Linked DNA regions of Mus musculus: regions 1, 2, 3, 5, 6 and 7 are each linked to region 4. The links are chromatin contacts, called in public HiChIP or PLAC-seq and promoter capture Hi-C maps. All regions are on one chromosome and are shown on one strand. The core of a region is the stretch at or near the end of the contact, and the rest is flanking DNA. Distances in the headings are between cores, read along the strand shown.

What was found. Promoter capture Hi-C pulls out the DNA fragments that hold promoters and counts their contacts. HiChIP or PLAC-seq counts read pairs in DNA pulled down with a chosen protein or histone mark. Capture Hi-C pulls out chosen DNA fragments and counts their contacts.
Region 1: a contact with region 4 is called in an H3K27ac HiChIP or PLAC-seq map of thymic regulatory T cells, with 11 times the contacts expected there. The contact joins the promoter of Hddc3 here to the promoter of Sec11a in region 4. A contact is called at or near these places in 4 of 39 promoter capture datasets (the C10 cell line, cranial neural crest, frontonasal cranial neural crest and 1 more), 1 of 484 Hi-C or Micro-C datasets (CD4 T cells), 3 of 115 datasets of contacts at active chromatin or transcription factors (astrocytes, cardiomyocytes and thymic regulatory T cells) and 2 of 9 other capture datasets (liver and pancreatic islet).
Region 2: a promoter capture Hi-C map of adipose tissue shows a contact between it and region 4, with 4 times the contacts expected there. The contact joins the promoter of Prc1 here to the promoter of Sec11a in region 4. A contact is called at or near these places in 4 of 39 promoter capture datasets (hematopoietic stem and progenitor cells, liver, neutrophils and 1 more) and 1 of 9 other capture datasets (adipose tissue).
Region 3: a contact with region 4 is called in a promoter capture Hi-C map of liver, with 2.9 times the contacts expected there. The contact joins the promoter of Vps33b here to the promoter of Sec11a in region 4. A contact is called at or near these places in 1 of 39 promoter capture datasets (liver), 1 of 115 datasets of contacts at active chromatin or transcription factors (memory CD8 T cells) and 1 of 9 other capture datasets (adipose tissue).
Region 5: a promoter capture Hi-C map of pre-B cells shows a contact between it and region 4, with 4 times the contacts expected there. The contact joins the promoter of Idh2 here to the promoter of Sec11a in region 4. A contact is called at or near these places in 5 of 39 promoter capture datasets (hematopoietic stem and progenitor cells, liver, neutrophils and 1 more), 1 of 115 datasets of contacts at active chromatin or transcription factors (memory CD8 T cells) and 1 of 9 other capture datasets (adipose tissue).
Region 6: a promoter capture Hi-C map of liver shows a contact between it and region 4, with 2.4 times the contacts expected there. The contact joins the promoter of Cib1 here to the promoter of Sec11a in region 4. A contact is called at or near these places in 2 of 39 promoter capture datasets (liver and pre-B cells), 1 of 115 datasets of contacts at active chromatin or transcription factors (memory CD8 T cells) and 2 of 9 other capture datasets (adipose tissue and liver).
Region 7: a promoter capture Hi-C map of hippocampal neurons shows a contact between it and region 4, with 2.3 times the contacts expected there. The contact joins the promoter of 3110040N11Rik here to the promoter of Sec11a in region 4. A contact is called at or near these places in 2 of 39 promoter capture datasets (the C10 cell line and hippocampal neurons).

Annotation. Positions count from the first base shown.
Region 1 is chr7:80,341,824-80,344,523 of GRCm38.p6, reverse strand. It overlaps Hddc3 (HD domain containing 3), which reads right to left and starts at 1,387. Exons shown (of 4, transcript NM_026812.2): 1 at 1,275-1,387; 2 at 930-985; 3 at 568-808. The coding sequence starts at 1,386.
Region 2 is chr7:80,293,115-80,295,814 of GRCm38.p6, reverse strand. Prc1 (protein regulator of cytokinesis 1) reads right to left here and starts at 1,339. Exons shown (of 15, transcript NM_001374624.1): 1 at 1,224-1,339. The coding sequence starts at 1,234. It also overlaps a transcript of Rccd1 not described here.
Region 3 is chr7:80,268,152-80,270,916 of GRCm38.p6, reverse strand. Vps33b (vacuolar protein sorting 33B) reads right to left here and starts at 1,262. Exons shown (of 23, transcript NM_178070.4): 1 at 838-1,262. The coding sequence starts at 933.
Region 4 is chr7:80,946,112-80,948,894 of GRCm38.p6, reverse strand. It overlaps Sec11a (SEC11 homolog A, signal peptidase complex subunit), which reads left to right and starts at 1,345. Exons shown (of 6, transcript NM_019951.1): 1 at 1,345-1,493. The coding sequence starts at 1,443.
Region 5 is chr7:80,113,922-80,116,621 of GRCm38.p6, reverse strand. Idh2 (isocitrate dehydrogenase 2 (NADP+), mitochondrial) reads left to right here and starts at 1,272. Exons shown (of 11, transcript NM_173011.2): 1 at 1,272-1,460. The coding sequence starts at 1,346.
Region 6 is chr7:80,231,407-80,234,290 of GRCm38.p6, reverse strand. It overlaps Cib1 (calcium and integrin binding 1 (calmyrin)), which reads left to right and starts at 1,486. Exons shown (of 7, transcript NM_011870.5): 1 at 1,486-1,781; 2 at 1,913-1,947. The coding sequence starts at 1,731. Gdpgp1 (GDP-D-glucose phosphorylase 1) reads right to left here and starts at 1,398. Exons shown (of 2, transcript NM_178752.3): 1 at 1,086-1,398.
Region 7 is chr7:81,788,048-81,790,747 of GRCm38.p6, reverse strand. 3110040N11Rik (RIKEN cDNA 3110040N11 gene) reads left to right here and starts at 1,293. Exons shown (of 5, transcript NM_026077.4): 1 at 1,293-1,393; 2 at 2,172-2,298. The coding sequence starts at 1,364.

The DNA of each region.
Region 1 (2,700 bases), core at 138-2,637, 600 kb after region 4:
GACATTGGACGGTTGGAGATTGACTTTTGCTTTTGATTGTGACTGTGCCCTGATATTTTCCCTCTTGAAGGAAGAAACTGTTTTAGTGGAGCCCACAGTTAAGAGACTTTTAATTGTAAAAAGACTTTGGATTTTAAAAGAGATGGATATTTTAAAGAGATTGAAATTTTAAGAATATGTAAAGGCTGTGGGACTTTTAAAGTTATTTAGATCTTGGGGATGAATAAGATTGTAAGGGTTGAGGCTTACTAGTGATGTTTTTGTGTGTCAAGTTGACAAGGGGTCAATTGTACTGGCTAATTTTGTGTCAACTTGACACAGCTGGAGTTATCACGGAGAAAGGAGCTTCTGTTGAGGAAATGCCTCCATGAGATCCAACTTGCTTCTTGGTCATGATGTTTGTGCAGGAATAGAAACCCTGACTAAGACAGAGGTTTAGTCGGAGGTGTTACGACCACCCCTCCCCACTCTACCCCCCGACTTATTTCTGGGAATCTAACCAACCTGTATTTTCAGAAGCTGGCCATCCCCTCCCCCTCTCTCCTCAGAGCCAGTAGGAGAGCATACCTGTAGGGGTGCAGCGATTCAGGTCCCTCAGATTGTATAGCTTGTCTGCCAGCTTCACCAGTTTGGCCCCTGGGCTGCTGTGTGGTGCCTGCTCCACCTGTTGCCGCTTTCTTTCCAGTTTGGGCAGAGTCTTGTCATCTGTTACCTCCTCCACCAAGCGTCGAACCTGTGCTCCAAAGTGCAGCTCTACCTCATCCAGGGTAGTATCTGTGTCTTCTACTGTGTCATGGAGCAGGGCGGCCTGGGGATAGGTTACCATTCAGCCCAGTGACACTAACCTACTAGCCAAATAAATAGCACCCATTGTTCAACAGTACTCTGGTTTCCCGCACCAGCCTCCTGGCAGAGAAGGGTAGCCTTACCTGTAACACCACAATATCAGTGATTCCAGCCTCATGGGTTAGGATCCGGGCTACACCTGGCAGGGGCAAAGCAGAAGTCAGTCTAGAAGGAGCCAGATGTAGCACCTCACCAGCTGGATGACCTTGGAAAGTCCCTTACCCTCTTGGGATATCGACTGTACCAAGGGAGCACTCCTGCCTTCTACCCCAGGTGAGGCTTACACGCATAACGCATGAAAAGTGGTTGATACAACGCTTGGGACTCGAAGAAGGCGCTCAGTAATTTATATGCGCTTTGTGTTCCCGTCCCAGTTAGTCCCCACCCGCCACGGGCCGCGAGGGCTGCTTCCCAACTGGCGCGCCCACCGATGGGGTGATTAATGTAGGGAGTCCCTTCAGGATCTTTTCGTCGCTGCTGTCGGTGTTTGTGAGCGGCGAAGTCAGCAGCCTCCAGCAGCTGAGCTGCCTCCGAGCCCATTGCGCTGGTGGCGCGAGGGACTGAAGCTTCGGAGTCCGAACAAATCACCTATAGCGCCGCCTGGCGCTTCGGAGGCTCGGAGAACGGAACTATTTCTAACAAGCTGTAATTCATTCATCCCCCCTCCCCCAACGTGTGTGCGCGTGCGTGTGGATTATAGAGGCTATAAGTCTCCACCTTAGTTTTTGGAGACAAAGACTCTCCTTGAACCTGTAGCCCAGGTATTTAGCAAGACTAGCTACCGAACGAGTTTCAAGGAGTCTCCTGTCTCTGCCTCCACAGTACAACAGGCGTAGGTTGCCATCCCCAGCTTTTTTACCTGGCTATTGCAATAATCTGAAAGAATGCAAGTCCTTATTCTTGTGCAGCAAGCACTTTACCCACTGAACCATCATCCCATTCTCAACGGAGGTTCTTTAAAGACCGAGATCCTGGATATAGAAGTTTTCAACAATCACAGCGGCTGGTGCAGCGTTCTCCCCACCATGCCCCAGGACGTAGTAGAACTAACAGTCTTTGCAGAAAAGGGAGACAAAACCAAAAGTGATAGTTTCACAGAGTGCTGGGTACAGAGCTGGAAGGCACGGGTGGCCGTGGGATCGTGGGGGGAAAGCCCATTTTATCTAGCCTGGGAGGCAGAGACAGCGTCTTCCACGAGAAAAAGGCCATCTACAGCCTGGCACAACACCCAGACCGTTTTCAACGTGCTCCAAACATCGCTCTCCTCACAGGGTCAGTCTCTGTTATCTTGGGCATCTGAACCTAACATCTTGGCCCTAGAGATGCTAGGATTTGACCTGGAGAGTTGGATCTTGCTTAATTGCTTCAGATGTGGGCTCCTGGGACACAACACTGTTTCTACAGAAACCGTTTGCATTCATCTCTTGAATCATGAGGGAGCCTGCTTCAGTCCCCAGACCTCTGCTCTGGGCCCTTGAGGTAGTGAGTCTTGTCCCCGCGGTTTCAGGAGCATAGTGTTGCCTAGCTTGGGTAGGCACTGGAACAATCCTTCTCTCTTTACCGGCCATCGAGCTTTGGATCTTCTGGAGAAATCCCGTCTTGGCGTTGGCAGCTCTGAAGTATGAGGGATAAGCAAGACCTTGGCATCTCCCCAAAGGGTTCTGAGAAGTGGAGACAGCCAGCTGCTAAGTGTATTCCACCAGGCAGGTAGCTTTTGTGTCTGGGCTGGCAGCTGGGGAGATAAGGCTCAGGGGAAAGCCTAATGACTGGACTCTCTGACAGGCTTGGTGGTTGCCATGGCGCTGCAGTTACAGAGGGATGCCCCACAGGCTGAACAGAGGTCTCTGGGGTCTA
Region 2 (2,700 bases), core at 90-2,589, 650 kb after region 4:
GTTTTCATTCTATTCCCAGACTCTTGAGGCCAAGTATCTGGGGGTAAAAAAAATGATCAAAATCTATAATCACAAAACCAAGATTCTTAGAAATTACAAAGCCTTGTCACCCAACTCGTTGCAGAAAATTATTTTATAAATTCGAAAACGGCATTCAGCCTTTTACTCAAAGAGTCAGTTCTGATTGGATTTCCAATCGGGCACTCCCAAGCAGTGCCCGGGAATTTTCTTTTTAATAGAGGATTCTTTTTATTTATTTTCATAGGTGCGTCGGTGTTTTTCCTAGATGTATGTCTGTATGTGAGGGTGTCAAAAATCACCTGGAACTGGAGTTAAAGACAGTTGTGAGCTGCCTTGTGAGTGCTGGGAAATTGAACCCACCTCCTCTGGGAGAGCAATCAGTGCTTTTAGCCGCTAAACCATCTCTCTAACCCCGCCTGGGAATCTTAAAACGACCGGAAAAGAATTCGAATTTGTTAACTTGCAAGGAAATAAAGCCTTTCTTTCTTTCTTTCTTTTTTTTTTTTTTTTTTTTTTTTTTTTTTTTTTTTTTGTGACAGGGTTTCTCTGTGTAACCCTGGCTGTCCTGGAACTCACTCTGTAGCCCTGGCTATCCTCGAACTCAGAAATCCGCCTGCCTCCGCCTCCCAAGTGGTGGGATTAAAGGCGTGTGCCACCACTGGCCGGCTCAAGCCGTCTTCCTAACTCAAGTAAAAACGCGGAACTGTAAGACACGAAGAAAAAACGATACATTTAAAACTTTAAGGTTAAAAAAACTTCAGGGCTTTTTGTACTGTCTCACTCCGTAGCCCAGGTTAGTCTTAAACTACATCTCCTAGGCTAAACTCGAATCGATTTTGTTCTAGCCTCCCGAGCAATGCGATTACAGACTATACTCAAGAGATGAGAAGCCCACACCATTACATGCTCAGCGTTTACACAGAGAAGAGGCCGAGTAGCCGCGACTTGCGGCGGCACCTGAGCTCGGCCGCCAGCTACGCCAGGCCTGAGACAAACCCACCCCGGCCTCGAGGAAGCGTGTCAACCCCGCGCTGTCCCCGCTGCTCGCCCCGCTAGTGGCCTCGGGCACAGATGCCCTCCGGAGCCGGCTTCGAGCGCCCCAGCCACAGACATCGGTGCCTGAAGACCGGCGAACCCAGCTTGTCGAACCTGGTACCAGACCCGCACCTCAGTAATGGGTCCCGCCCCTAAGAGACCCGCACCTTCTCCTCATGGTGGACGCTCCAAGCTGTCCAGAATCGAGACCCTCCACTTGCCACGCGCGGGACGGAGAACGGTAACCAGCCGCAGCAGACTTCACCCGGAGTCCGTCTCCACTCTCGAGCCGTTGGACCCCGCGGAATTCAAACCGAGCCAGAGGCGGTGCCAAATGACAATTGGTTACCGCGTCCGCCACTCACGGAGCCCCGCCCTCGTCCCGCCCCTCCTGCGAAGGGCTGCTGCCTAGGCCTGGGATACAGAGACCGCCTAGGGCGTGGGAAGCGCTTGCACGGGGAGCGTGCGGGCCTCAATATGCGCATGCGTGCACCTATGCCCGCCTCAAGGGTGGGGTGTAGGGGTGTGGCCGATGATGTCACCGGTACCCACTGAGTTGCTGCCGTTGGGTTTCAAATTTTTGTGCTTCCTGAGAAGTATTGGGTAGACTGCCAGAACAGCTCGACTTCTTGCTACTCTCCAATGTCCCAAGAGGAGCAGGGACTAGCAGGAAAGCTTAGAAGGAAAAAAAAACCAGGCTCTTGGTCCTGGTACCTTAGTGGACAAGTTTATCGCATTTAATCATTAGAACACACCTGTTAATAATGATCATCACTATCCTGAAGAAAAAGATTTGAGTAGCTTTTCCAGAACGTAGGCGGCAGAGACAGGACAGGGAAATAGTTTGGGCTACAGGAAAAAACTGACTTGCCCAATTTAGCTGTGAGCAAATGGTGATTTGGGCTTTGTTTTTCTTGCACATTATAAGATTTAGGTAAATCAGGAAAACTCCACAATTTGAACATGACATCAAAGTATTTGTGTAGCCGGGCGTGGTGGCGCACGCCTTTAATACCAGCACTTGGGAGGCAGAGGCAGGCGGATTTCTGAGTTCGAGGCCAGCCTGGTCCGCAAAGTGAGTTCCAGGACAGCCAGGGCTACACAGAGAAACCCTGTCTCGAAAAACCAAAACAAACAAACAAACAAACAAAAAACAAAAACAAAAAACAACCAAAGTATTTGTGTGTCCTTTTCTTCCCACTGACCCATAGCATCTGTATCCCATTTTCAATGATTTACTATTACCTAATACACTGCTATGGGAGTATCTCCTTTGCTACTCAGACTAAAATTTGTAATAAAGCTGAGATGAATTTCTTTTTTGCTACCTCCTCCAAAATGATTTGTAGAAGTGTAATTATTGAATTCTCCTTTGCGAAGAGGTACTTATTAACCTATCTTCTGCACCAAACTTTACCTGGAGTATCCTTGTTACCCACAGCACTGGTGATTAGCAATGCGCTTTTAAACCACTAGCTTCCATCTATAGGCCCAAAATAAAACAAAATCTAGTTTATACTGAATTATAACTAAAATTGTCTGCTTTTCTGTATTGGTCAACTGTACCATCTATAAGAGTCTCATTATTTGCTTCTCTTTTTTATGATAAATACATTTATTAAATTTGTGTGTGTATATGGGGTG
Region 3 (2,765 bases), core at 13-2,512, 680 kb after region 4:
ACTACAAATGGGTGTGGGTCTTCAGCCTGCTGTGTAATTTGTTTGTTTGGGTTTGATTTTTGTTGTTTGTTTGTTTTTCAAGACAGGGTTTTTCTATGTAGCCCTGGCTGTCCTGGAACTCACTCTGTAGATCAGGCTGGCCTCAAACTCAGAGATCTGCCTGCCTCTGCCTGTGAAGGAATGAATGCACTGGGATTAAAGGTGTGTACGACCACCCTTTCTTTCCCATGGGGAACAATGGATGAAACCGAGAACCCTGCCTGGGCAATTGTCTAACCACTGAACTTTATTTCCAACCTACAGTGTAACTTCTGTTAGCTCTTTCCTCTGCTCATGCACCGGTCCTTCCCTGCTAGGCTTCCCATCTAGCAGCCCAACTGCCTGAATGTGCACGATGTTCCTGCTCCAGAGAAAGCATGTCTATTCTTCAAACTCTAGATCTCAGGAAACTCTTAGATCGCCCCAGCTGTTGTTTATTCTAAACTTTTCCGGAAGTCTAGAATTCACTTACCATCCAGCACCCTTTAGGGGTCATTATTTCATAGGGCATCTCCTGGAATGTAACTAGTGACAGAGGTATTTCAACTGTATTTCCATCTCCAGTGATGCCTGGCACAAGTGTGTCTTTTTCATTTGCACAGAGGCTGGCAATTTCCATTTATTCTCTGGCCAGGTCTCAAGCAACTGTTACTACTCTGGTTTTTCCTGTTGACCGCCCCATTTTGGATCTGTCTCAGAAGCTCAAAGAAAAAAAACCAAGGGACTCAGCAAGGAAGAAGTCACATTGAGGGCCACACTGTTGACGCAGTAAAGGCGCCGGCCACGGCAGGCACTGACCTGTTCTAGCAGATAGATGAGCTGGTCCCGAGCCAGCCTCTTGAGCATAGAGAAGTCGGGAAGCTCAGGGGCGTCCAGCCGATGGGGAAAAGCCATGGCAGCGGTCACCTGAGCCACCGTGTGAGAGCAGCAGAATTCTCCCTGTTCTGCAAAGGCCGGCGACAGCCCAAGGTGTTACTGCAGGCTGGTACCCCGCTTGCCTGGGCTCTGGATCCCAGGACCCCCAAGGGGCCCTCGCTCCTCTGCCGTACTCGACGGATGAATGACCGACCACCTCCCGGACGGACGGCCACAGGCTCAGGCGACTCTCCTTGGAGACCTATAGTCACTGGTCCCGCCCGAGTCCACTCAGCCTGTCAGCAGGATTCCCAACGACATCCGCACACTCGGCAGCGTGCCGGGGAACCCCGCCTCCTACCCAGAGAAAAGCCACTTCCTAGACATCCCGGAAGTCCGGGTCTCCCAGTTAGCGATTAGAGCACTAGAAGGGGACGGCGGCCGGGAAGGGACATTTGAAAACGGGAGTGAATCTTTTCACAGGTTTACTTTGTGTGAATGTGAGCGGTGTGTGTGTTTGAAACCTAGTCTGCAGAGCACAGTGTGTGTGTGTGTGTGTGTGTGTGTGAGAGAGAGAGAGAGAGAGAGAGAGAGAAACCTAGTCTACAGAGCGCTGATTGCTGGAGTCTCAGCTGTTAATTTAGTCTCCAACTATTCAGTCCTTAGCTTCCTGGTAATAGAAGGTAAGCGAGCAGTGTAAAGAGGAATGAATGTGTTAGACTATGAAAGTTAAGGCTTGCCAGCTGTAACCCTTGGCTATTGGAGTTCGATTTGTTAATGGCCATTATGGAAGAAATGAATAAGCTTGTGGCACAATCATGCTACAAAACAACTGTACAAATTAAAGAGGCAAAATACAGAAGTAGTCAGCTGGTAGTGGTGCACGCCTTTAATCCCAGCCATTGGGAGGCAGAGGAAGGTGAATCTCTAAGTTTGAGGCCAGCCTGTCCTACAGAGTGCGCTCCTGGACTACCAGGACCACACAGAGAAACCCTGTCTAGAAAAACCAAAACAAAAATCAAAAACAAGCAAAAACACAGAAACACATCTATATAGTGTTGTTTACATAGAATTTGTTTATGAAACAAGGTCACAATATGTAGGCCATGCTGTCTATTGCAGATAGGAGCTGACTGGGGAAATCAATAAATGAAATAATGGGAGAAAGGGTGAGGTATAATACTTTGTTGTTTAAAAAAGAAAGAAAACAAAGGCAGTCTGTCATCTTGGTGGGTGTCTGTAAACCCAACCCTTCGAAGCAGAGAGAGGGATCAGGAGTTCTCGGCTACTCTGGTCTCCACAGAAAGTTGAGGGAAGCTGGGGTACAGCTCAGTGAATGAAAGGGTGGAGACTAGAGTTTGGATCCCCAGCACCCACAAACATGCTAAGGGGGTGTGACATCAGCTCAGTAACTTCAGCACTCCAAAGTCAGAGGCTGGGGATCCCTCAGGCAAGCTGTCTAGCTAGACTAACCTAATCACCTGGCTCTGGGTTCATCAGAAAACCCTGACTCAAAAGGTTAGCTGGAGAGCTAGCAAGGACTCCACCCCAACCTCTGGCCAACCCCTTCCCTGCCTCCCCAACTCCCACTCCCTCAAAGCAGAAACTCACCTGGGACAAATGACCCAGCTTCTAAAAATAACTAGCAAAGAGGAAAAGATGTGAGAGGTGAGACTTAAGGTATAGGAAATATATTGAGGCCAGGTATAGTAAAAATTTTGGAATTTTGGTTTTTTTTTTTTAATGGAAATATAAGAACACGTTTTCGTTCTAATCCCAGGTGTGGGATATGAGGCTGCTTCAGATGGTTCGCATCAACCATGATTTGCCTTGTGCTCTGGCAAGGGCATGACTTTGCCAGCTGCAGATAG
Region 4 (2,783 bases), core at 96-2,595:
AGGCTGGCCTCGAACTTGCAGAGATCTACCTGTCTTCCCCCCATCACCCACTTGTACGAGATGCTTTTAAAGCTTCCCAACTAAATAGCTTATTCACCTTTTTTGGACCCACAGGATTTTGAGCTGCTCTTGGGGCTCTTCAAGGCACAAAATACAGGGTCAAAGCTCATTCCCACTTAATTTGAACTTAGGTTGAATTTAACACTGACAAGCTTATGTGAAGGTTTCTACTAGCCAGAATTTAGATCGAGAACCACATCAACAGTTATTAATGAAGAAGTCATTCTGATACACATATCTGGTACTGTCACGGAAGCTGGGATACCTATGGGGCACCCCATGGGGGTTTCTATGTATTTTCTTTTATAAAACTTTCTAACTTGGAAATTCTAAACATTTCCTATCCCATCTCAGTAAATGTAAGGTTTCTACTAATAGTTGAAGATAGTCTTTCTCTCTTTCCTCTCTTTAAATTCAAGTACTGATTTTGTGCCTTATACATGCCAGCTGTGCGGCCACCACTGGGAATTTAACAGTGAACAAGACATCAGCGGTTTCCTTTCCATTCTCACACCTACTTTATTGTGCTATAATTCACATACCATACAGTCCACTAAGGCGCACAATTCAATGGTTTTAGTATATACATGGAGTTGTACATCTATCACCCACCAAAAGAAACCCCATGGCAATGATGTCACTTCTAATCCCCGCCCCTGTGAAAATTTGCGGGTCAAATAAATGGCTCACATCCAAGTGTCAGGAGACAAAGCAAATCACTGTTGGTAAAGGTCAAAACTGAGACGGGTCTTCCTGGCCACCTGCACCACCAGTGCCCTCATGACACTAAGGCATCTTGTGATCAATTGGCGTGTGTGTGTGTGTGTGTGTGTGTGTGTGTGTGTGTGTGTGTGTGTGTATACAATGCTTTAAAAGACACACACAGCTTCCGGTAGCGAACCGCAGCGTGCTCCACCTGAGAACAAACAGCAAGGCACCACGTCCCGAGCCACACCCGTGCCCCAGCAGCACGCAGGAAGACACCGACTTCGCGCTGGCGCAGACTCGGCTTCCGATTGGCCAGGCCTGTCCAAGGGCCCGCCTTCCGCACGCTGTGGGCTTAGCTAACCTAGGGTCACTGTCTTCGGGAGCCGCCGCGCGGGCTGAGCACAGAAAGCAGCCTTCAGCCGGTTCTCGGCCGGAGAAGGCTACGGTCCTTTTTTGACAAGGCCAGGCCCTGGGCTGTTCTAGGGGGCTCACAAGTCATTCTTTGTCCATTCTCTGCTCAGAAGGGAGGAGCTTCGCCTGCTCCCGCCCCGGAAGCGGAAGTGCAGGCATCAGGGGGTTCTGTCCACGGTGAGCCCGGCCCGTGTTGCAGCGGTCCCTCTTGGTGGTTCTATCGCGCCCTCTTGGCTGCTAGTTGTCGCGCTCTCCATCTCACCATGCTGTCTCTAGACTTTCTAGACGATGTGCGGCGGATGAACAAGAGGCAGGTGAGACGGGCCGCCCTCTCTCTCTCTGCCAGGGTTCCTCTGGTCTCTTTGCCGTTGCGGGGCGCCCCGCGGATCTCTGGGCGGGATTGAGGGCCTGCGTGGGTCGGTTGCCTGTATGGATCATTTCTTTCTTTGCAGACTGTAGGTAGCCAAGACCTCTTTGCCCCCATTCATAGCACCAGATTCGGGGGACCGAGAGGGAAGGAGAGAACCTTTGCGATCCCTTCCCCCCGAGGAGGCAGGGGAGTAAGTGAAAACTATAGGGCGCTTTGTAAGTGGGAGTTTGGGACACTGTAAAGCGGCAGACTTAACCGTTTCTGGTGGGGCTCTGGGGAAAGCCATTACAGGTCCCACAGGAGCCGTTGTGTTGCTTTCATTGTGTAGCCACCTTTCAGCCCAGCTAGACCTCAGTGAGCTTCATCCATTTTAACTAGGGTCACTCTAAGCTCGGAGTTGAATCTGTTATACCACTTGTGTGCCAGTTTCCTTGGCAGAAAGGTGACAGTCCACTGAATCTTTGATGATAGATGTCAGTGGAACAGAAATCTTGAAACTTAAATCAGATTTTATCCTTCAGTCTTGCTGTCTTCTAGCTCATGTGTTAGAAGGTACTGAGAACACGGTCACCTTTTTGTCTCCTGAACCGAATGTTCTGGTAGCAATTGACCTTTTCCCTGCCTCCCTACCCCCCTCGTATTTTGGTATTAAGAATTGTCTCATTTAAAGATTTGGTTTATTTTGGAACAGGACTTTGTTTTGCCCTGTTTATAATTATTACATAGAAAAGTAGGTCCGTCTCTTCTTAGACATACATACAAAATTGTGAGACATTCCAGTCAGAACAGCTTTAAGGAGTAGCTGTCACTTAACTGTCTTCTGTATGGACTCCTATTTCGGTGATGGGGATCAATACCAGGGCCTTGCATTCATCACAGGCTACCAGAACCGCGCTTCTAGTTTTGAAAGACCTTATTTTTATTACTTTATTTCGAGACAGAGTCTTGCTATGTAGTCCTCCTGCCTCAGCCTCATGAGAGGTAGATTTATAGATATATGTCACAACATGGCATCACTGGCTGGTATGACTCTGCCCTGTTGCCTGGAACTCACCGTGTAGCCCAAGCTGGCTTTGAGCTGGACTCCTGCCTTCGCATCTTGAGTCAGGGTAAATAACCGTATTTTCTTTTTTAAGTTTGTTTGATTGTTTTTCAAATGTGCTGAAAATCATTCCTAGCACTAGGCAAGTGATCTGTCACTGAGCACATGTATCCTCCATCTGGAAAGACCTTT
Region 5 (2,700 bases), core at 23-2,522, 830 kb after region 4:
CTTTACCGGTGTTTACACAAGAGAACTGGGAATCTCGTAGAAGGGCTCTCAGACTGTTCTGGAACATGCTGCCCCAGGCCAGACTTTCCTATTCCTTTCCTCAGTCCCTGGAGGGACCCAGATGTCTCTCCTTTGCATATACTCTCTGTACTGGATCCCAGAACCAAATCTGTGACTCGGATGGATTGAGACTCCAGGAGGGAAGCTTTGATGTTGGCAGTTCAAGGCCACTTTCCTGGCATAGCTCCACCTGACAACACTGTGAAGCTGGGTTGGGAAGCTGGGAGCACAGGGCAGAAAGGTTGCTCTCATCTGGAGTGAGTTGGTGTGACTGGGAGAGCTGGGGTGGATTTGTGATATTTGATACACAAAACCCAGACTTCAGTGACCCCTACTTCAAGAAAATGAACAGTGATGGATTTAGCTTGTATGTTTCTGTTTGTTTCCCCACGCAAACAGGTAAACTAGGAGCTGTTGGGCTGGGTTGTGGATGGACCTTTGCCTAGGATATAGGAGACATGGGCTTTCCTTCAGGGCTACATAACTACTAGCATAGAATATAATTAACTTGGGCAGTGGTTGTACTATTGAAGGATGAACATACCTCAAACCTTTACACACAAATGTCACAGAAGTCTCCTGGCAGGCACTCTTATGTCCAGAAGAGACAGAGTCGGCCATGATGAAGGACTTTGGGGCTAGGAGTTTGGCCTAGTCAGGAGCAGAAGGAGGATTTCCAGCCGCCCCCCCCCCCGCCCCGCCCCGCAGCGTCTCATATAGCCCAGGCTGGTCTAGAACTTGGTATGTAGCCTAACTTCTCATCCTCTTGCCTCCACCGTACTTGGCATTTCAACTCTCGATCCTGGTTAGTCCACCCAACTGGACGCTACCTGGGGGAGACCCAAGTTGCCATGGTCTAGGTTCAAGACGGCAAAGCTTGTCATTGTCTTGATGAAAGCGCCTCAGGTCCGTCGGTCAGCTAAACGCAAAGGACGCAGGGGACTAAGGCGACGTGTCTGCAGCTGACATTCTAACGGAAGCGGGGAGTCTTGCAGCCGTGAGCCCCCGCGGCCCGATGGGTCTCCCCGGTACCTGATGCTTTGAGGATATATGGAGGCTCCCAGAAAGCGCGGGCTCAGCACTGGGGCCGCCTGAGCTCTGGAACAGGCCCAAGGGTGTCGAGCAGGCTCCTGCCCTGGCGTGGACCCGCCTTCTCCCGGGTGAGACCCAATGGGGCGGCAGGTTCTGCAGCTCCGCCCCGGTTGGGTCCCAGCCACCAGGGCCAGCCTAGAGTCCCCACCGCACAGCCCGGTGCAGCGGCGTGCTCGGACCTCGCGTGCTCGGGATGGCCGGCTACCTGCGGGCTGTGAGCTCGCTCTGCAGAGCCTCGGGCTCAGCGCGGACCTGGGCACCGGCAGCACTGACTGTCCCCAGCTGGCCGGAGCAGCCGCGGCGCCACTGTGAGTGTCGCACCGGGGGGCGGGCTCGCGTGCAGCGCTGCGACGTGGCGACGTCCCGGGAGGGGGACCCTGGAGTGCCACTCGCGACACGCCGGCGGTCGGGGAACAGCGGCGTGCGGGTTACAAAGGGCCGGGAGGTGGCCTTACACCGAGCTCCCGCGCCCCGCGCGCCTGGGCCGCTGCAGGCGCAGGGGTGGGGACCCAGGGGATAGTGGCAGCTGGTGGCCTGGGGCGGGATTGCTGGGTCCTATCAGGGCTGGGGTTCTCCAGGTATTCCGGGGGAGCATTTCCAGAGGTACCTGGACCCAGGGTGGGGTATCATGACTGCCTTGGGCCTTTGGAGGGGACAAGCGACCAAGAGGGGCTGGAGCGGCCTGCTGCAGCCCTAGGCAGAGGAGGGTCACCTCGCGCTCCCGGCTCAGACAAAGGCGAGGAGGAGAGGCCTCCACTTCCCCTTCTCTCCAATCCCTGCGTACTCTGGTCCCTCCTCTCCAACAGGCCCACGTCAGCTATTTTTGGAACCTTTACTCGACAGCTGGAGGAATGTCCTTCCATTTTTCCCGCTTTTGTTTCTCTGCCACTCCCCCACCCTTCGCTGCGCAGGACGCTCAGTCTGGGCCCTCTCCTGGCCCCTTGCTGGGCCAACCACGAGCTGCTGCATGTGAGTGGGTCCTGCCTGGCATACAAGCTGTGGAGACCTGGCACTGCACGCATATTGTCATTTTTCTGCAGTCAGTCGTTCCCATGAGATCTCTGCGTTGCCTTCAGCTTACTTCTTAGACGTGAAGGCGCAACTCCGGACAAAATAATCAGGGTTTTAGAGTCTCCATTACTAACAGATTGCCCAACCTGGCATGTGGGCATCTTTCATACCCTTGCTACTCAGCGCCTTGCTACAAAAGGCACGGAACAATGTAGAGCACTTGGTGGCCTCTTTTGATGCCTGTTGCCACGGAAATTCTATCCTGACCTGGCTCAAAACCCCTTGGGGTTAGCCAGAGGAATGAGGAAGAGGGGGTGGGTTTGGCTATGGGGTTTGTTCTGGCTAGAGTGGTAATCGTTAACTCACCGTGGGAGCAGCTGACCGAAGCTGGGGGCCAGGAGGAGGGAGAGGGCGGGGCCCTTGACACTCCCCTTTGCCAAGGAGAAAGGGACATACATGTTTTTGTGTTCTTGGGATCTGCCTCTAACCTCTGAAGCCCCATCAAGTGCCTCAGGCCTTCAAGACCCACATATGGCA
Region 6 (2,884 bases), core at 237-2,736, 710 kb after region 4:
CAATGTGAAGAACTGAATTAAAGGGTCCCAGCATTAGGAAGGTGAGAATTACTGCTCTCGAGGAGCAGAACTGATGAATATTTACTAAGAGGGGATTTATTAAATTGGTTTACTCAGTATTGTCTGGGCTGATCAACAGCGGCAGCTGTCCCCAAGGATGCATCTCTGCAGTCCCAAGCCGGTGCTGGGTTCCTAGAGAGCTGTTGGTCTTCAATCTGAGTTGGCAGCTGGAACACTATGATTCTAATGTCATTAAAGGAAATCCTTAGTGGCAGGTACAGGATAGAGACTTATCAGCAAGCCAAGGCAAACAGGCCAAAAGCCATCTTCCGTTTCCGTTTGGTACGGGTTGCCACCTGAGCGCACTGCCGCAGTAGATTTTCGCACTTCAAATAAACTGATCAAGAAAATCCCTCTGCTCAGGGGTTTCTATGAGGTAAGACCCTGAGTGGACCAGGAAAGCAAGCCATAGCCCCTGGGCTTTGCGGTAGAGCCTGCACCTCTCCTGGAGGCTAAAGAAGGAGCAGAGAGAAAGAAGCATGAGAAGCAAGGTTTACAGTCTCCTACCCAGAGGGTATGGAACATCTAGCTGGACTGGCCGGATGAAGGACCAGACTTCTCTAGGAATGAATACCAGTCCAGTACGAAGTTAAAATATTCTCAAATAAATTGTAATTGACTTGGCCCTGTTGTGCCAGGTGACGAAGCAAAAAAAAAAAAAAAAAAGAAAAAAGAAAATCCCTCACAGGAGTGTCAAGCTGTTTCCCTTCTCCTTGACTCCAGATCCAACCAAGTTGACCACCCAGATCACAAAATCCACATTTCCTCCTCCGGAAGCTTGGAATCTTCACTTTTTCACACAGTGTAAATATGTTCATACTTGCATCTGATTATTATTTGAGAGGAGAGAAGGGCAAATCTTGGTTCCTACAGCTGGAAGCTCGCAATTTGTGGGAGGAATCAAAGGAGGCACCCCAGCTGTGACGATAAAACAGCAGGAGGGACCTGTGGACAGAACTGACCTCTAAATACCGGAGTCCGGACACATCACTGAAATTGAACCTGTTTGTAAAATGGAAGCCTACCTTGCTAACTGTTCCACGAATGGGCGATAACTGCACAATCCAGTAAACACCTTCAAGAGCCACTTCAAGAGGAAGCTAAGCTTCTTCTGGAAGAATTGGCACGGTGGCAGAGGCTGCAGCTCTTGTCCCGTGAGACAGTCTAGGACTGACCCTATCCGCAGAGGGGCACCGGATCTCCTCCAGCCCGGGAGCGAGTATGGAGGTTACCCGCCTCCACCCAGAGCTGGGGTCTTCTGCACTTGATTTAGGTGAGGCGGATGCATCTCAAGGCTCAGTGCACAGACGGGTCCCGGAACTCAGCAAACGCGTGAAGACCGCGACGCAGGCGCAGTCTGCATCACGTGCGCATGGCTCGTTCCGCCCCGCCCACTAGAAGGCGGGGCCACGAGGCCTGGGCCCCGCCCCGATGCGTCCGGCTCCTCCCCGGGCCCTCCCTCCAGCTCTCCTGGGCCCGCGGGGAGCCGGGAGCCGGCCCGCTGAGCGGCGCTAAGGGTGGCGGGGCACTGTAGGCAGGGGCGGGCCCGGGGGCGGAGGCCAGGCAGCGGTTGCTACGGGGACTGGGCGGGGACGCGGCCCCGAGGACGGAAGTGAGAAAGTTGCCGGCGTCCCGGGGAGAGTTGGCCTAGCTGTGCGCGCACCGCGGCGATGGGAGGTTCGGGCAGTCGCCTGTCTAAGGAGCTGCTGGCCGAGTACCAGGTGCGCGGGGCGCCAGTTCTCGCGGAGCTCGCGTGCGAGCCCGCGCAGGGGAGTGGGGTTCGGGGAACAGGTGGCGGGGCGGCCGTGGCTTTCGGGCGGCTTGCAGACCCTTGTCTGGATTTGCCTTTCAGGACCTGACGTTCCTGACCAAGCAGGAGATCCTCCTGTGAGTGCTGCCCTGACCCCGGTCCTCCAACTCGGGATTGCCAGGGGAGGGCTTTGCGGGTACTTTTCTCGCGGGATACGGATTGGACGTCTCACCTCCGAGGGTGGGGCTGTGCTTCTGGGATGTCAGGATCACTGGATCTGGAGTCGGAGGCTCAGAGTGCAAGTCCCACCCGCTCCAGAGCCTCACCTTTGCACCACGCAAACACTTCTGTGTATCCAGGAAAAGTTGAACTGTTTGAGCTCCTCTAGCCTCCTCACTGCCGAGCTTCCTGCTCGCTTCTAAAAGGAACTGCTGTGACTCTTTGCGGACTTTGCCCTCTGGCAAAACCAAGAGGTCTTGTACGTGGCTCGCTCCAATCCCAACTTTACCTGTTTAATTCAGTAACCGTTAACGTTTACTGAACCCTTACTCTGCCCAGTAGCTCCTGAGTGATCCACACATTACTTCAGGAGGAGGTTACAGATCAAGGAATCAGGTTCAGAGAGTTCTGAGAACTTGACTATAAAGCACACTATAAGTGATTTGCTGGCCAGAGCGCTTGAGTTAGGTTCCTAGCCCCACAATGAAATTCTACTGGGAAAGAGGTGGTGGCTGAGAGGAGTCTCTGGAGTGGAGGTAACATGTGTTTTTGTTACTGTAATGTTAGAGTCCAGGTACTTGGCCCACACAGGCAGTCCTAACCAGCTAGGCTGTGCTACCTGTCCTCAGTAGGCCAAGGAAAGGGACAATATTGAAAAGCAGAGAAACGAAATGTATCCAATGTGGCCATACTGGGAAAAAAAAAAAGCTAAGAATGGACATGACCGCTCCTCCCCCCATCTTTAAGTCAATCTTCATGTCCAGCTGATGTGAGGTTTATATTTAAATAAAGGGCAAGGGTATGTAAAATTAAGCAGCAGTCCTGGGCAAGATGGAGTCTCTCCTTCATTGTCTC
Region 7 (2,700 bases), core at 44-2,543, 840 kb before region 4:
CTTTCTAGCTGGTGATGAGGTACTCTAGAGGTACCTGTGGAGAAGGCTGACGGTTCCTTAGAGGACATTGCTTCCCCCTCCTTTGCCCATCCAGGCACCATCAGAAATACACCAATCCGTGTTCCTCCCCTGATAAAAACTGTCAAGTCTCTAGAGCAGTGGTTCTCAACCTTCCTAATGCTGCAACCTTTTAATACAGTTCCTCATGCTGTGATGACTCCCAACGGTAACATTACTTTTGTTGCTACTTCCTAACTAATTTGGCTACTGTTATGAATCGTAATGTAAATATTTTTAGGGCATCATGATTTCACCTCAAAATTCATCAAATTACTACAGTATAGTTTTGGCTCCACTTTGTGCCTCTATTTGTAATGTATTTCAAAAAAGGTGTGGTGTGGTTTAACACCTGAATCACCTGAGTCTTAGGCTTTAGCCACTTTCTCACAACACACCACTTAACGTGTCATGTGGAAAGGGTGTCTCTGGGAGAGTAAAATGAGACATCCCATTCTGATCCCAACCTTTAGTGGCTGTTTTCAGCACTCACATTCCAGTCTCACCTGTTTGTGAATCTGAATGCTGTCGCCCTTTGACATTTGTCACAGTCTCTGTCCTCCTCCTTAACTCCCCTCTCACTGGCACAGGTCACTGATAATTTGGTTATGTATTCAGGTAGCTCCTTAACTATTCCACTTGGATGTCTCCAATCATTTCAAACTTAATGTACCCTGAAAACTCCCCCTCGGACTGCCACAACTGCTAGCCGTAGACTCGGGCATCTTCAGTTAATCTTTTCCCCATCTCAGATTATTCAGGTCCCAAAGATCCTCAAAATGGTAACAAGCCATCTCCCATTTAGGTAGCAGATCTTCCTACCTCTGGGCATATACCATCTATACATTCTAACCTTATTGGACAAGGCCAGTCCCTAACTTTAGCACTTGCATTGATTTGCCTCTGCTTCAGTTTCACGAACGGTTGTATTCAACTCCACAGTGGATCTCCTCTCCTTGCGCACTGCCCTGTGCGAATTGCCATGGTGCCGCGTTGGGCAGGCGAGCACCGAGGCTGGCTGCTCTTGCCAACCCTAAGGATAGGTGACAATTTTCCCTCTGCTGGCAAAGATGGCTCACCAATGGATCACACCCTGAGGCTGGCAGGTTGCAAAGGAAGGAAAACAGTGCCATCTCGGGGCGAGGTGGCACTCTTAGGTGCCGGCCGACGCGCCTGCCGCTTCCGCCCATGACTTGCGCAGGCGCACAGAACTCTTCCGCCACGCTGGCGCCTGCGTGGTTGGGATGCTGCTGCTTGCTGTAGGTCGGTGTGCTTGGCCTCTGTTAGACTCCTGTGTGGTTCCACAATGCCTAAGAAAGCCGGTGCGACAAGCAAGGCCAGTGGCAAGCCTCGTGTTGTGGAGAGGGTGGGCCACGGGGCTACACTGGCGGGGAACAGACGCAGCGCCTGGAGGGCGGAAGACCTCCCTTCGGGTCCAGGTCTGAGACTTCCTGGGTCGCACATTAGCTCGCCCTAAGGATGAGTAGGCTCCACTGCGCACCCGCTGACCACCGTCTTTGCTCTCTCACTCTGAGGGTTACACTTCCCGGCAGGCTGTGCGTTCTGCCTCCCTATGGTGGCTGATCGCTTCCTTCTGTCAATGAGACTGCACTCCCTCCCCTAATATCCCTTTGTTTTCTGTCGCTGTGATCCCAGCCCCTTGAAGTCAGGGAGTTTGAATCCTTATTCCTCTTCATACCCGCTGTCCGCATACTGCCCTGGAAGTTGTTTTCTGTTAAGTTGTTAGATGGCATTTAAATACCAGTCGTCGTTCTTTCTGCAATGGACTCCTCACCCACTCTTGAGCGTTAGGATGCATTGGCTATAAAGATGACTAATAAATGCCCCTTCTCTTGAGAAATAGAAACGATAAAGTAGACTGTGGGAACAAGTCCTAAGCTAGCCAAGAGATCTTAAGTAGAACACATACCTACACAGAGACAGCCCCACCCCACCCCCCTCTCTGTCTCTGTATGTTGGATCATGAAGGGATGTGGGAGGAGCACGGTGGTGGCTAGTTTCTGCATGTAGGCCCAGTTTAGTGAAGGTGAGGGTAGTGATGGCTCAAAATAACTGAAGTATTTTGTTACCTGTGAAATTGTGTGTCATTTTAGGGTAAAAACCAAACCAAAGAACCAGAGACAGCACCTCCTGCTGCAGGGCCTGTAGCAACTGACCCTAAAGGTTTTGTCACCATAGCCATTCATGCCAAACCTGGCTCCAGACAGAACGCTGTGACAGGTACGTCTGAGCACTGGGTGGGATTTGGATGTGGATAAAGCAGCGTTTTCATCTTATTTTTGCCTTGTTATCTAAAAGCTTATCCTGTAACTGTAAATGGTATTTTTTATGTCTGCGTTTAGAAGCTTCTCCATCTAAACATTCTATAGTCTCATATAGAGGTATTTGAAAGAAAATGTACAATATTTAATACCAAATCAGATGGAATCTGTGTATCTTTTCCTTTTTAAAAATGTGGTATTTTGTAGATGGGCCTGGTCATATATGCCAATAATTCACAAGTACTTAGTTAGGAACTGAGGCAGGAGGTCAGCTAGACTACAACAAGACCCTGTCTCTAAACAATAAAATGTTTAGGAAGGACACATTAGGAAATCTATGTATAGCTTAGACTATTCTTAG